Linked DNA regions of Mus musculus: regions 2 and 3 are each linked to region 1. A link is a contact called in public HiChIP or PLAC-seq data. All regions are on one chromosome and are shown on one strand. The core of a region is the stretch at or near the end of the contact, and the rest is flanking DNA. Distances in the headings are between cores, read along the strand shown. Region 1 holds the start of Fbxl15 (F-box and leucine-rich repeat protein 15). Region 2 holds the start of Sfxn2 (sideroflexin 2). Region 3 has its middle 27 kb from the start of Trim8.

The links. HiChIP or PLAC-seq counts read pairs in DNA pulled down with a chosen protein or histone mark.
Region 2: a contact with region 1 is called in a FOXA1 HiChIP or PLAC-seq map of pancreatic cancer cells. The contact joins the promoter of Sfxn2 here to the promoter of Fbxl15 in region 1. A contact is called at or near these places in 5 of 39 promoter capture datasets (cranial neural crest, embryonic stem cells, liver and 2 more), 4 of 484 Hi-C or Micro-C datasets (embryonic stem cells, nephron progenitors, neutrophils and 1 more), 6 of 115 datasets of contacts at active chromatin or transcription factors (bone marrow-derived macrophages, effector CD8 T cells, embryonic stem cells and 2 more) and 3 of 9 other capture datasets (adipose tissue, liver and pancreatic islet).
Region 3: a contact with region 1 is called in a FOXA1 HiChIP or PLAC-seq map of pancreatic cancer cells. The contact joins the enhancer-like site here to the promoter of Fbxl15 in region 1. A contact is called at or near these places in 1 of 39 promoter capture datasets (macrophages), 1 of 15 datasets of contacts at CTCF or cohesin (CD8 T cells), 4 of 484 Hi-C or Micro-C datasets (the G1E-ER4 cell line, embryonic stem cells and nephron progenitors), 4 of 115 datasets of contacts at active chromatin or transcription factors (embryonic stem cells, memory CD8 T cells, microglia and 1 more) and 3 of 9 other capture datasets (adipose tissue, liver and pancreatic islet).

Annotation. Positions count from the first base shown.
Region 1 is chr19:46,326,162-46,330,305 of GRCm38.p6, forward strand. It overlaps Fbxl15 (F-box and leucine-rich repeat protein 15), which reads left to right and starts at 2,023. Exons shown (of 4, transcript NM_133694.2): 1 at 2,023-2,365; 2 at 2,514-2,667; 3 at 2,927-3,432; 4 at 3,941-4,144. The coding sequence starts at 2,313. The coding sequence ends at 4,130. Psd (pleckstrin and Sec7 domain containing) reads right to left here and starts at 995. Exons shown (of 18, transcript NM_028627.2): 1 at 923-995; 2 at 6-61. It overlaps Cuedc2 (CUE domain containing 2), which reads right to left. Exons shown (of 9, transcript NM_001164291.1): 9 at 3,651-4,144.
Region 2 is chr19:46,571,665-46,575,808 of GRCm38.p6, forward strand. It overlaps Sfxn2 (sideroflexin 2), which reads left to right and starts at 1,701. Exons shown (of 12, transcript NM_053196.3): 1 at 1,701-1,795. It overlaps Arl3 (ADP-ribosylation factor-like 3), which reads right to left and starts at 1,518. Exons shown (of 6, transcript NM_019718.3): 1 at 1,376-1,518. The coding sequence starts at 1,378.
Region 3 is chr19:46,526,527-46,530,670 of GRCm38.p6, forward strand. No RefSeq gene overlaps it. Among named protein-coding and RNA genes, the nearest start is that of Trim8, 27 kb to the left of the region's middle. Within about 2 kb of position 2,330, at least 198 of the 459 cell types and tissues checked have an H3K27ac peak or open chromatin away from gene starts, as enhancers often do. A contact at or near this core is called in CD8 T cells, embryonic stem cells, liver and 5 more, where this site is marked.

The DNA of each region.
Region 1 (4,144 bases), core at 773-3,272:
CTCACCGCTGCTCGTCAGGAGCTGGAATCGAAGAGAGGCAGAGAGGCTGGGCCCCGCTCAGCTGTAAAAGCAGCAAGGCTCCCGCTCGCTCCAGGCCCGCCCGCCCGCCTCTCAGTCCCTCCTCCACCCCTCCCCACGCTCTGCTCAAGCAACGCTAATCCCCCCCCCCCAACCTCCCTCCATTCCCAGGGCCCTAAGTCCCAAAGAATGTCACCACCTAGTCACTACCTAAGACTCACACCAGAGGAAAGGGAGAATGTGGAAGACCCCATTCTGTTCCCTAAACCCTCATATGCCCCACCCCACTCGTGTTCAGTTCTCTCTCGTCCATCATCTGAACCACACGTAGGGTCCAGATGCATACGCCTGTCCTGCTCCAGACCCCACGCGTGTCCCTAGGAGGCTGCCACATGACCTGTTACATGCCACACGCGCTCCCGCCCCCACAAGCACGCGGCCACGCAAAGCACACGGTACGGAGTAGATCGGACCCGCCCCCTAAAACCAGAAGACCCAACTATGGAAGGGACATTAAGCGAATGCAGTCATAAACACTTTGGGGTTCTGAACCTCAGACCCAGGAGTCCTGTCCTGAACCCCAACCCGGAGTGCAGAGGAAGGATAAATCAGACTCCAGGAGGAACTTCCTTACTGCCTAGGTTAATCGTCCCGCCTTTTCAGGGACGAGAGTTTAGAAGGGATGACCCCGAGACTGGGACAAGAAGCACAGGCAAACCTTGTGCCCTTGGCCAGGGTGGAAAAGGGTCTGGCTCTTTTAGGAAAACGCCACACGAGTTACTATGGTAACTATTCTCCTTTGGAAGGCCAAGACCGGCAAGTTATGACCTGGGAAGAAAGAGAGGGTCGATTCGGGTGGCCAGAGGGTGCGAGGACGTTCGAAGCGGGGGTGCGCGGGGCTCACCGCGGGGAGGGGTGGCGCGAGTTCCGCGAGGTGCTGAAGGGGACAGCGCCAGATTTGTCGTAATGCGCAAGCGCAGAGGCGCGAACAAAGGGGGGGGTGTGGAGGCGCGCGCCCGGAGGTGGTGCGCGCCCACATCAATCTTGCAGAGATCCTTCCAGGCTACCCCTTCCCCAAGTAGACTGAGACGAGGAAGCAATCCCCTCATCCACCTTCACCCTCTTGTGTCTTTCCGGTGCTAGTTGGCTTTTCTCTTTATGCTACAATTCAGTAATGAGGTAGTGTAGAAGGAATTCTGGGAAAACCAGGATTTCTGGGTTCTTTATCCTTGCTTCGTTTGATCCTGGTTAGGGAGCTTTCTCCCTAGAGCCTCGATTTGCCTGTCTTTAAAATGGACGGTCCTTCCTACCTTTGCTGATGTACCCAAACCCCTGATAAGGATGGGAAGCAGTTTTCGTTACGAAGCGGCTGAAATGTTTGCATAAGGGCACGCAATCATGTAGATAGGATGCAGCGGTCTTACAGTCTTTCGCATGCCCCACACCCACCTCAGATGTTGGAGGAAAATATTACGCCAGGGGTTCTCCAGAGAGGGACTTGGGCTTAGTATCTGGGGGTGCAGTGAAAGGGGAGCCTAGTGGTTGAGCTTTGGGAAGACAATGTCCCTACAATTAATCCAGGACCAGTCAAAGCAGTACGGCTAGTGGCCTGCACTGAGCAGGCAATTCCTCTCGGACTCTGGACCGCTGGAAAGCAGACCTGGCTGGTCCTATATAGTCCTTTGTCCTTAGGCAAAGAGCCGGACTACGCTGCCCTGAAGTGGAAAGAGATGGATGTCATGATTGTGCATTTCACAAGAAATGGCAGGTTTAAACAAGTGTGCTTGAGAGTAAAAGCCCTAGCGTCGCCCATTTAATCTAGTCTTTTGGCAGTTGCTTATTGAGCACCTAGTACATACCAGCTAGTTATAGTCTGGGCAGCCTCTCCCCCTTTTCTTTTTCCAAAGTCGCTTAAAGGCGACCAGAGGACAGAAGGAGGCACTGGGTAACCTAGGAGTCCTGGCTCCGCCCCTTCTGCCTTTGGCCTTGTCTGCTCCTCCCATCACCACTCAGAGGCGGCTACTGGCCCGCAACGGAGACCGAAAGCAGTGTTCGCTCGCCGCTACTCCAGCCTCGGGCTTCAAGCCCTGTAGCTGAGAAGACATCTAATGGTACATCACTGGTCCGTTCTGCCTCAGTTTCGGGATCCATCCGAAAAGCTTCCTGACAAGGATTCTCAGTGAGACCGCACTCGATTAAATCGGTCTGTCTCTTCCGACCAAGGAGGCGGGCTCGCCGCAGCCGCTTCAAGGCCAAAGCGAGTGGAGCTTACTGCGCACGCGCAGTAGACAGCGATGGAGCCACCAATGGAGCAGTCCGGAGGGGAGCAAGAACCAGGAGCTGTCAGGTACCGAGCACTGGAGGGGCCTAGGGAGGGAGGGCAGCCGAGTCTGGGCCGGACGCGGATCCCTCTTGCCAGCCGGGACTCTCGGGTATAACAGAAGGACTCGCACGTAACAGCGGCCCGGGGACGTCAACGCCGTTTTCCCCCTCAGGCTCCTGGACCTGCCCTGGGAAGACGTGCTGCTCCCGCACGTCCTGAACTGGGTCCCGCTGCGCCAGCTGCTCCGGCTGCAGCGCGTCAGTCGCGCCTTCCGGGCGCTCGTTCAGCTGCACTTGGCGAGGCTGCGCCGCTTCGACGCCGCTCAGGTGAGCCGGGGCCCGGAGCCACGCCCACGCCACGCCCCCGCGTGGGTACCACCGTCGCCCCGCCTCCAGGCCAGCCCCTGCTGCGCGGTAAACCCTTCCCGACCCCGGGTGAGACGTGGAGAATTCCAGAGGGCAGCGGCTCGGAGGGAGCTCGGTGTCCCTTCTGGGAGGGCAGGGGGCAAAGTCCCGAAGTTAGGCGGCTGCCAGGCAGTGGCCCGCCCCGGGGACAGACTTGAGTCTCCGTGTCTCCCGCCCGTAGGTGGGTCCACAGATTCCACGGGCGGCACTAGCCCGGCTACTGCGGGATGCTGAGGGGCTGCAGGAGCTGGCGCTGGCTCCGTGTCACGAATGGCTGTCGGACGAGGACCTGGTGCCGGTGCTGGCACGGAATCCACAGCTCCGGAGCGTAGCGCTGGCCGGCTGCGGCCAACTGAGTCGCCGAGCCCTGGGGGCGCTGGCTGAGGGCTGCCCGCGTCTGCAGCGCCTTTCCCTCGCTCACTGTGACTGGGTGGACGGGCTGGCACTGCGTGGCCTCGCTGACCGCTGCCCGGCTCTGGAGGAGCTAGACCTCACCGCCTGTCGTCAACTCAAGGACGAGGCCATCGTGTACCTGGCGCAGAGACGCGGCGCGGGCCTCCGCAGCCTCTCATTAGCAGTCAACGCCAATGTTGGGGACACTGCGGTTCAAGAGTTGGCTCGAAACTGCCCGCAGCTCGAGCACCTAGACCTCACCGGCTGCCTTCGGGTCGGAAGCGACGGTGTCAGGTGCCTGGGCATGGGGGCGGTACTGTAGGAAGTGGGCAGTCACTTTGGGGATAGGGAGGTGGGTTGTACTTGTCAAAGACCCATTAGAAAGACCTCTGGCATTTTTTAGGCTAGAAAGTGTACAATTAAAAACAAAACAAAACCAAAAACCAAAACCAAAACAACCCCCCCAAAAAAAAAACAAAAACAAAAAATAAACAGACTTGGGAGCCAAGATTGACACACTGAGAAATGTCACATAAAGTTGATTTCTGGCATTTCTGCAACAAGGTGGGTAATCTAGAAACACTGGAAGGAACTATGGATTGGTACTCTCTAAGAACCAGAAACCCCAAATGAGCCTGGAGTCTGTAATTCCTTCCTGGCCCCTTCCTTTAGGTACAGTAAAAAAGAGCAGACCCTGAGCTGGAGGGAAAGCTAGAACTTGCTGGAGCCAGCTGCGGGTTTAGAGGGCTGGCCCTCCAGACCGTGAGATTCAGCACCTAGCATCACCATACTCCTCCCTCAGGACACTGGCCGAGTACTGCCCGGCGCTGCGCTCTCTGCGGGTGCGGCACTGCCACCATGTGGCTGAACCGAGCCTGAGCCGCTTGCGGAAGCGTGGTGTGGACATCGACGTGGAACCACCCCTGCACCAGGCTCTGGTGCTACTCCAGGACATGGCAGGCTTCGCACCCTTTGTCAACCTACAGGTCTGACTAACTTTCCTTGG
Region 2 (4,144 bases), core at 451-2,950, 250 kb after region 1:
TGGGATTTGAACTTCAGACCTTCAGAAGAGCAGTCGGGTGCTCTTACCCACTGAGCCATCTCACCAGCCCTAGGCTTTGCTTCTTAAGTCAACAGAAATGCCTCAATATTTTCACAAAAATATTGTGTGTGTGTGTGTGGGGGGGGCAACAGGAACCTGTTCGGAGCAGTTAGTAAGCCAACCAACCTGTTCTAAATGCCTTAATATCAAGTTTTCTTTGACTAGCTCTAAAAATATTCATTTCCCCATAACTTCATTTTTACTCTCCATCTACCGCGTACAGAATCAACAAGGGCAGAGAGATGTTCAGCAACGCTCAGTGTTCATTTGCCAGCATCCACGCGATGGTTCCCAGACATCCGTAACTCCAGTTCCAGGCAACCAAAGCTCTCTTCTGGCCTCTGCAGGCACCAGGCACACACGTGGAGCACAAACATACATTCAGGCTAAACACCCATACATATACATTAAATAAAATAACGATTTTAAAAAATCAACAAGGAACCGAGTGTTTCTGGTCAAAAATCTGTCACACATCATACACTTTGGAAAAGCCTTAATTAAGGTTAACGGAGACAAGGCTTGCTTCAAATTGATGCTCACTTTCTATTGTTCATTCTTTTTAGTTTGAGGTGAAGACCTTTGGTCCTCCTGTGGCCTCAGGCAAAAGGACACTGCAAATTTGAAGGAAAAGCTAGGACACGGGAGGTTAATTTGCTTCTATCTACATGGAATAAATACGGAGCAAAAAATCGCTCATCAACAACCATTATTTCTTCGCAGAACTTTCAGCGATTAAGTTGGGACTGCAGGAGCGCACCCACCACAGAGACATCCATTCCCAGCGGTACCTCTTATTGTCCTGGGACTTACTCCCTACACACCTCTCACTCAGAGACGCGAGCATCTAGGAAAGCCAGGTTACAGCTCCCTGGTGCTGCCAGGGTGATCTCAAAGACAGTAGAGCCGCGCCTCTCCCACTTTTGGCTGGTTCTCAGATGAACCCCACAGTCCCGAGGCGCCGAGAGGTCGACTCTGCAGTAAGATCTGAGAGCTTGGTCTGATCTCCGCAGCTCTAGAGTCGCCTTCATCCCAGTCCCTAGAAAGATGATGGTGCCCAGGCTTCCCCGCTAGCCAAGCACTCCATGCCTCGAATCTATCGCAAACCCCTCTTTTCTCTCCAGGCCTAGGCCTCCCTCCAGGCCCACTTTAGGGGCTCCTCCTTCGCCCCTGAAACCGATCTAGAACCCCAAAGATCAAGGCGAGCCCCATCCCACGTCCTCCTCGGCTTTACGCGCAGCGCCCCGCCCTGGGACTGGTGAAAGGAGGGGGGGTGACTGGTCAGCTCTGGAGGGGCCAGGGCCCCCACACTCACCATCCTCAAGCCGAGTCCCTCCTCCTCCTCCTCCGCCTCCTCCTCCTGCCTCCCCCGTTACCAGGGGTAACTGCTGCGGCGCCGCCCCTGACGTCCCTCGCACGCACAGCGGAGGAACGGAGCAGCGGGATGGGGCGGGGTTCTGCTCCTCTCTACCCAAAGTGCGCAAGCGCGCCAAAGCGCCCGCCCATTGCGCAGGCGGTCTCGGGAGGGGCGGGAGGGCGGGGCGGGCTGGTGAGCGACCCAGCGGGAGGTGCAAAGCCGCCCACGTGGCTGGCCGGAGCCTGTGGCCTCTGATTGGTCGGAAGTGGGGGCGTAGGGCGAGGGGGTGGTTCCCGGGCCTAGCCGCGACACTTCAGTTCTGCTTTCCTGGTCAGCTTCGCCTGGTGGCAGTCGCGGGGTGCATCCCTCTGGGACCAGGTAAGAGTTCGCAAGTGCAGCCAAATGCACAGCTACTCCTAATCCCCGCGCCTCCGAAGGGAGCGTGGTTCTGCTCTGTTGCGGCTGCCAGGCGCTGCGTGCTGGACTTGCATCTGCAGAAGCCGCGTGGCCGGAGGGACCCACCAGGGCTCCAATGGATTCTTCCCTTCTGACCCCGGTTGTCTTCGGGTGCCAGGCTTTAGGGCTCAGGAGTTGCGGCTACGTCTCTATCTCCACATTCTTGTTAGAATCCAGGATAGGTGATTTGTACTGTGTTGGGGGAGGTCGCCTGAGAGAGGGCGAGAGATAGGGAGGTTGGGGACCGGTCCCTAGCATTGAGGTTAGCTGGCAGCGGGAGTGTTAGATTGTTTGGGATCTGCTGGATTTTGCTAAACCGGGTTAGACTGCAAGCGCTACCTCCCGCTCCTCTCACGCCCAGGGCCGACCACAGGACCTTTGTGGCATGTTGGTTCCCGACAACCTGCCTTCGTGGAAATTGCATTCTTCCTAGTGGAATGTTTTTTTTTATATGAGGTTTAATTTCCTTACAACCCTAGAAATCGGTTATTGTAGATGATAAGAGTCCGGACTTGAACTAACTTGTAAACTATTTTTTTTTTTTACTTGTAAACTATTTTATAGTGTTGCTTGTAAACACTGTGGCCCAGGTAGGAGTGCTGTTTGCCCCCGGGGACTGAACTCAGAATGCAGGGGTTTGTACAGGGTAGGCAAGCACTCTGCCACCGACCTACATACACTACACCCCACACCTCAGAGCTGTTTATACCTGTTAATAAGCAGAGAACTCTTCCAACAGCTCATAGTTTAGGTAGAAGTGGTATCTCTGGAAGTCTGTTGATGTGTGTTTACCTGTTATCTATCTTACAGGTCCATGTATGTCACGTACATAGAGAGCAATTCCTGTCGCAAAGAAAGGGTGACATATTATTATTATTATCAATAGTTTAATCTGGGGTTCAGGCGTTACCTCTTTCACCAACCTAGTTGCCATTACTTAAACAAAGGCAGATTTTTCCAGTATGGGTTTTCAGGTTTGTTGTCGTTGTTGTTTTGAGAGTCTTACTATGGAACTCTGGCTGGCCTGGAACAAAACTATGTAGACCATACTGGCCCTAAATTTGCACAGGACTGCCTCCTTCCTGGGTACTTCTGGGCACTGGGTACATAGTGCGAAGCTTTCAGGTCTTTTTTACAACCAAGTAAAGAACTTTCTATAAAACCTTTAAAACTATTTGCTTTACGTATATGAATGTTTTGTCTGCATGTATGTAAGTGCATCATCACATGTGTCTTTGGTACCCGGGAGCTGGAGTTATGGGTGGCTGTCAGTCACCAGGTGGGTGCTGAAAACTGAACCCAGGGATTCTTGCAGAGCAGCGATTGCTCTTTAAAGTGCTGAGCCATGGCTCCAGCCCCACAGTCAGAAACATCTGCTACCTGCCTACTTGTATCGGATCCTTGGAGGGAAAAGTCAATTCTGAATCTTGACTAAAGAAGTTCAAGGTGATCAGACAGAAGGTGGTGGCGCACGCCTTTGATCCCAGCCCTTGGGAGGCAGAGGCAGCTGGATCTCTGAGTTCGAGGCCAGCCTGGTCTACTAGGACAGCCAGGGCTACATGGAGAAACCCTGTCTCAAAAAAAGGAAAAGGAAGAATAAAAGAGGCACTAGGTGAGTTGTTAGATTAGAGACCCCTCCCCTTCCGTTTATCTACTAATCTACTGCTCTTCACACTGGGGCCCTTTTGTGGGAAAAGGCACATTCAGGGTTCCCTCAGGTAGCACGGTATCTGTTTTCACTGTTACCTTGGAGTCCCGATGAGTGTGTCTGTAAGCAGGAGCCTGGGCCTGCTGGTTTAATTATTACCGTCATTCTCCTGCTTGTTCTAGGCAACCTGACGGTAGTCTGCTATTTCAGTGGTCTTTGGTCTGCTCTTGCAGAGTTTTGAGCTGCCTGGACCTCCCCTGGCCAAGTGCCCACAGGGCAAATATTCTATGGGGGCAAGTACTCTTACCTCAGAACTGTGACTATGGGTCTGTTCTGAGCTTTGGTCCCACTTGCTGGAGGAGATGAGCTTTCTCTAGGGAAGATCACTCTTAGTCTGCTTCATTTGTTCTCTTCTCTCTCTCTTGTGCTCTGTCTCTCATAATTGATCTCGAGTTAAAAAAAAAGTGTGTGTGTGTGGTGATCCAGTACCTTGTGTATAGAGTGAAGATACGACCACTCCAGGTTATGGTTGAGGAGAAGATTTTACTGTAGATATGACCGGAAGTACACTTAGAAGCATCTGGGGGAGTCCAGAGCAGGGAGAGAGAGTAACACATTGAACA
Region 3 (4,144 bases), core at 1,080-3,579, 200 kb after region 1:
GTCTGCCAGCCCCTCCGGGAAGGCTGGCGGCAGGCAGGCAGACTGCTTGTATGTTGCTTTGAGAGTCACAGAGCCACACAGGGTTAGGAATGGAGGTGGAGGCAGACGCCTTGGGAGTCTGGGAAAGTGCCAGATTATTTTTGTTATAGCTGCAGAGATTTCACATACATTACACACCGAGCATAACTACTCTCGAATCCTCCTAGTTCTCTATTTTACACACAAGAGACTGAGGCATGAAGAAGTGTCTACTACTCGCTGAGTTGGTTCTTTCCATCTAACTTTGTGTGGGCTCTGGGGACTGAACTCAGGTTTCCAGGCATGGACTCTGAGCTCCTCTCCCTGTTGTCTACATAACCCAGGCTGCTCCTGAGCCCACCCACAAGAGAGAGATCTTCCTACTTCTGCCTCTCAGATATTGGGATTGAAGTCGTGTGCTACCATAGCTGGACATTTTGTGTTGGTTTTGAAATAATTTACTATGTTACCTAGGCTAGTCTTGAGCCTGTTAGTCCCTGGGCGCTGGGATTACGGGCACATGGCCCCTGAGTGCTGGGATTACTGGCCTGTGCCACTCTGCCTGGCTGAGGATGCAAGCCCACTGCTCTTCACAAGTCCTCTTTTAGTCCTTGGTAGGAACATCAGGTTTATCAAAAGAAAAAACCAAAACAGAATGGAAGTTCAATTTTAATTTCAGATAAATAATGTTTTCCTGAGTATTATAACAAAGTCCCAAATATTGTATGGAGTACAGCTGAAGTAAAAACTAGTCTTTATTTGAAATTCAAGATGAACTGAATGTCCGGTGACACATCGGACACCTTGTGCCTTTTCTCTCCTCTCGCCTCGCCTCTGGCTTCCCTCTCCTGCCGGTTGCTCACCCTCTGTTGTGGGTAAGGAGGGACCCTAGGAGTAGATGAAGGGGTGAGCAAGACCATAGCCCTCTAAGCCTGTCACCTTTCATGAGTGTCCCCATTAGACTTCTGAGTTTTTGAGATGGGGTTTCAAGTAGCCCAGGCTGCCCTTCCAAAGGCTAGCATTTTCTCTGGGCAGCTTCCAGCAAGAGGACTCAGTAGTAGGCAGTAGGTGACTGCAAGTGTCCCTGGCAGCCCTAATGTTCTTGACGGCTCCCTCCTTTTTGCCATCCATGGGGCTGAACCTATGCAAAGGAAGGAAAGAGATGTGCAACTGTGCTTTTGTGATGAGAGGACCTGAGGCCCTGGGGACTGGGAGTCCGGGAAGAGCAGGCAGTGCTAGCCTAGGGGACAACTGGTGCAGAGGGCTGTGGGAGGCAGCTGCTGAACAGGCAGGAGGTGAGGGCTGGGACTGAAGTGGGCTGTGGTACTGTTTCTTTGTTTTTTGTTTTTTTTTTTTTTTTTTTTTTTTCCTTTAGAGACAGCAGGGGACCTAGGTTTCTGGCTCCACCAATCCTTACAGGAGCTGTGATGCTGGCAAATTCCTTAGCTGAGGCAAAGGCCTCTCTGTTTCTTCCACTGCAAAGTGGGCTTAGTGCTGCCTAGTTACGCAGGAGGTGCATGGGGCTAGGGGTAAGGTGAGGCGGGTGGCTGCTGCTGCTGCAGCAATGGCGGTGGTGGTGGTTTTCATATCACCTGGTGGTGGTGTTTTTTTTCTGAAAACAGCCCTCCCTTGAGGAAACCTAACCTCCAAAAGGGCAAAGCTGCTTAGGCCCTCTTGGAGTTCCAGCAGAGATCACAATCCACTCCAAGACCGCCTTCGTTGCAGCTACATTTTATTTGTTGCGTTTTTTTGACAGACGTCTAAATTATACATTGAGCTTTCCACGTGACCAAACACCGCGTCCCTTCCTTTGATTATCATTTTCAAAAGGGACTAAAAAAAAAAAAAAAAAAGAACCTTCCGATGGATCACACCGAACCCCGAAACCACATGGAGAGCAGAGCTAAAAATAAAGGAAGAAGCATCCCGAAAAGGAGAGGGAGGGGGGAATCAAAGCGCACTGTGGAAGGGAATGGAGACACTGGGCCTGGTGAGGGTGACATGGTGTCACTCTCTCCAGGCCCAGGCCGGATAAGGAGCGGCCAACAGTGAGGGTGGGGCACGGACTGGCATAAAAATAGCCACCACTTTAGTCCGGAGGGGAATAAAGAAATCGTCAGAGACAGGGGACAGAGGGAGGGAGGGAAGTGTGGGGGAGGGCTTCGGTAAGACTGTCCTTCTGCAGCATCTCAGGCTGTGGACTTTTCTACCGGGCAGAGCGAACCACCGGCATAATCGCTGACTTTCAGCTGTGCACCGACATGTTCCCCAGCTCAGCCCCACATCAATGACACCCTTGTTTCCATAGTAACCAAGGGAGAGCGAAGGGGAAAGGGTGTATTGCACTGGGCGAAGGGAATCCAGCCAAAAGGAGCCACACAGGGAGGGTGAGAGCAGGGCTCGGTTTTTCCCACAACTGCTTGGAGTATACACTGTGGACTTTGCCTGCCCTCTGGCCTCGGCCCTCGCCCCCTGAACATTCAGAAGCAATGGTGCGCAGAGCAAAAGTCTTACCAGGGCTCACTGGGATGGGGGGGGAGGCACAGGGGCGGAGCATGCCCTTTCTAGCTTCAGACTCTGTTCTCTGGCCATGGCCACAGGGGGCAGGGGTGGCACGGCAGAAGGAAACGGGACTTTACAAGCATTCTGGTTTTACAAATGGGAGCTTTCAAACTGCAGTTTTCAGGCTCCATTCATTTATCCCCGGAGCCCCCGGAGGGTTCAACAGGGCTCACAGGGAAGATAAAAGCCTGTGACAACCACAGTTGTCTCTGGTGTCTCTAGCTGGGAAGCAAATGCGGACATTTACAGAGACAGCGATCAGAGCAGGGCAAGTCGCTCTGCCTATGAGCTGGAGCCGGGGGGTGGGGGTATGGGTGGGGGTCGGGGCTGTTTAGAACAGTTCCTTTAGTTGGTGGTAAGAGACCAAAAATGCATTACAACTCAAGCTCTTCCAAAGTCAGAGAGAGTCCCCTGGTGCAGCATTCCAAAACTGGACTTCAAAGCAGGCTTCCAGCCCCCCAGACAACATCCTGAAGCATATTTGTAAGGAAAAGCAAGTCTCAAGGGCCAAAGCTACATCTGGTGGCCTGAGATGGGGCATTTCCGATGCTTTATAGCTGTTTGCCACCCTTCAAAGCTAGAGGGATTCGGGTGAGTTAGAGAAGTCGATGGGAGAGGCGGCGGGCTAACTAGCTGAGGTTTAAAAACCTCACCTTCTTTTGTCTTGCAAGTCTTTACAGGCCCGTGCCTGTGCACTGCTACCCCACACCTCTCCCCAGCCTTTGTTGATAGCTTTCCTCCTGGCCACCTTTCAAACTGTCCAAGTTTCTCCCTCTCCAGAGTCCAGAATAAGCTGGGTACCATGGAGCAGGGACTTCTGTGGCACTTCCTGTCTTTGCCACCACACCGTGGTGGGCTTGGAAAGGGCCACCTCCCAGGATGAGAAGGCAGCTGGCCTCCCTGGCCCTACCAGGCATTGGATAGCCTCTTATTTATCCTCTGAAAAGCCCTGAGCTCTTGCCCAGAACAGTTGAATTCAGGAGCAGGCTATGCCCTGGTCTGCTTTCAGGGTTTGAGGCTGGGATTTCTGAGGGCTCAGGCAAACTCCTTTGGCAGTGGGGGAACGAATGGGAGGGGGGTACCATCCCTTCTGATCAGACCACAACAGGGTTGCTGGAAAGGGGTAGAAGAGCGCAGCATGGGACGAGTGGCTTTGGGGGGGGGGGAGGGGCCCAGCCCATGCTCTCAGCCTGCAGCAGATCCTTCCCACACCGTCTAGTTGCCAGCTCTGTAAGAATTGATCTCTTCTCAGAATCGATCTGCCTGGCTTTTCTCAGTGGAGCAGGTTCATGGCACAGCTGCATTTATTTTTAAAATCTGATAGCATCGGCCTATTGTGATCATTTAAACACAGAATTCTTTGAGCTTTAGAAATCCCCTCTGCAGAGAAATCAGCTAATCTCGGAGCCGGCTGCTCCCTGCTCCACTGAGCTGGAGAAAGCCTGTTTATGCTAGCCTGAGCCCTCGACGTGAGGGCTTTTTAAGGACCTTGTAATTTTTCTGGAATTAAACCTCCCAGCTCCCCTTACATTCCAGATGTCATTACAGTCAAAAGTCCTACGAG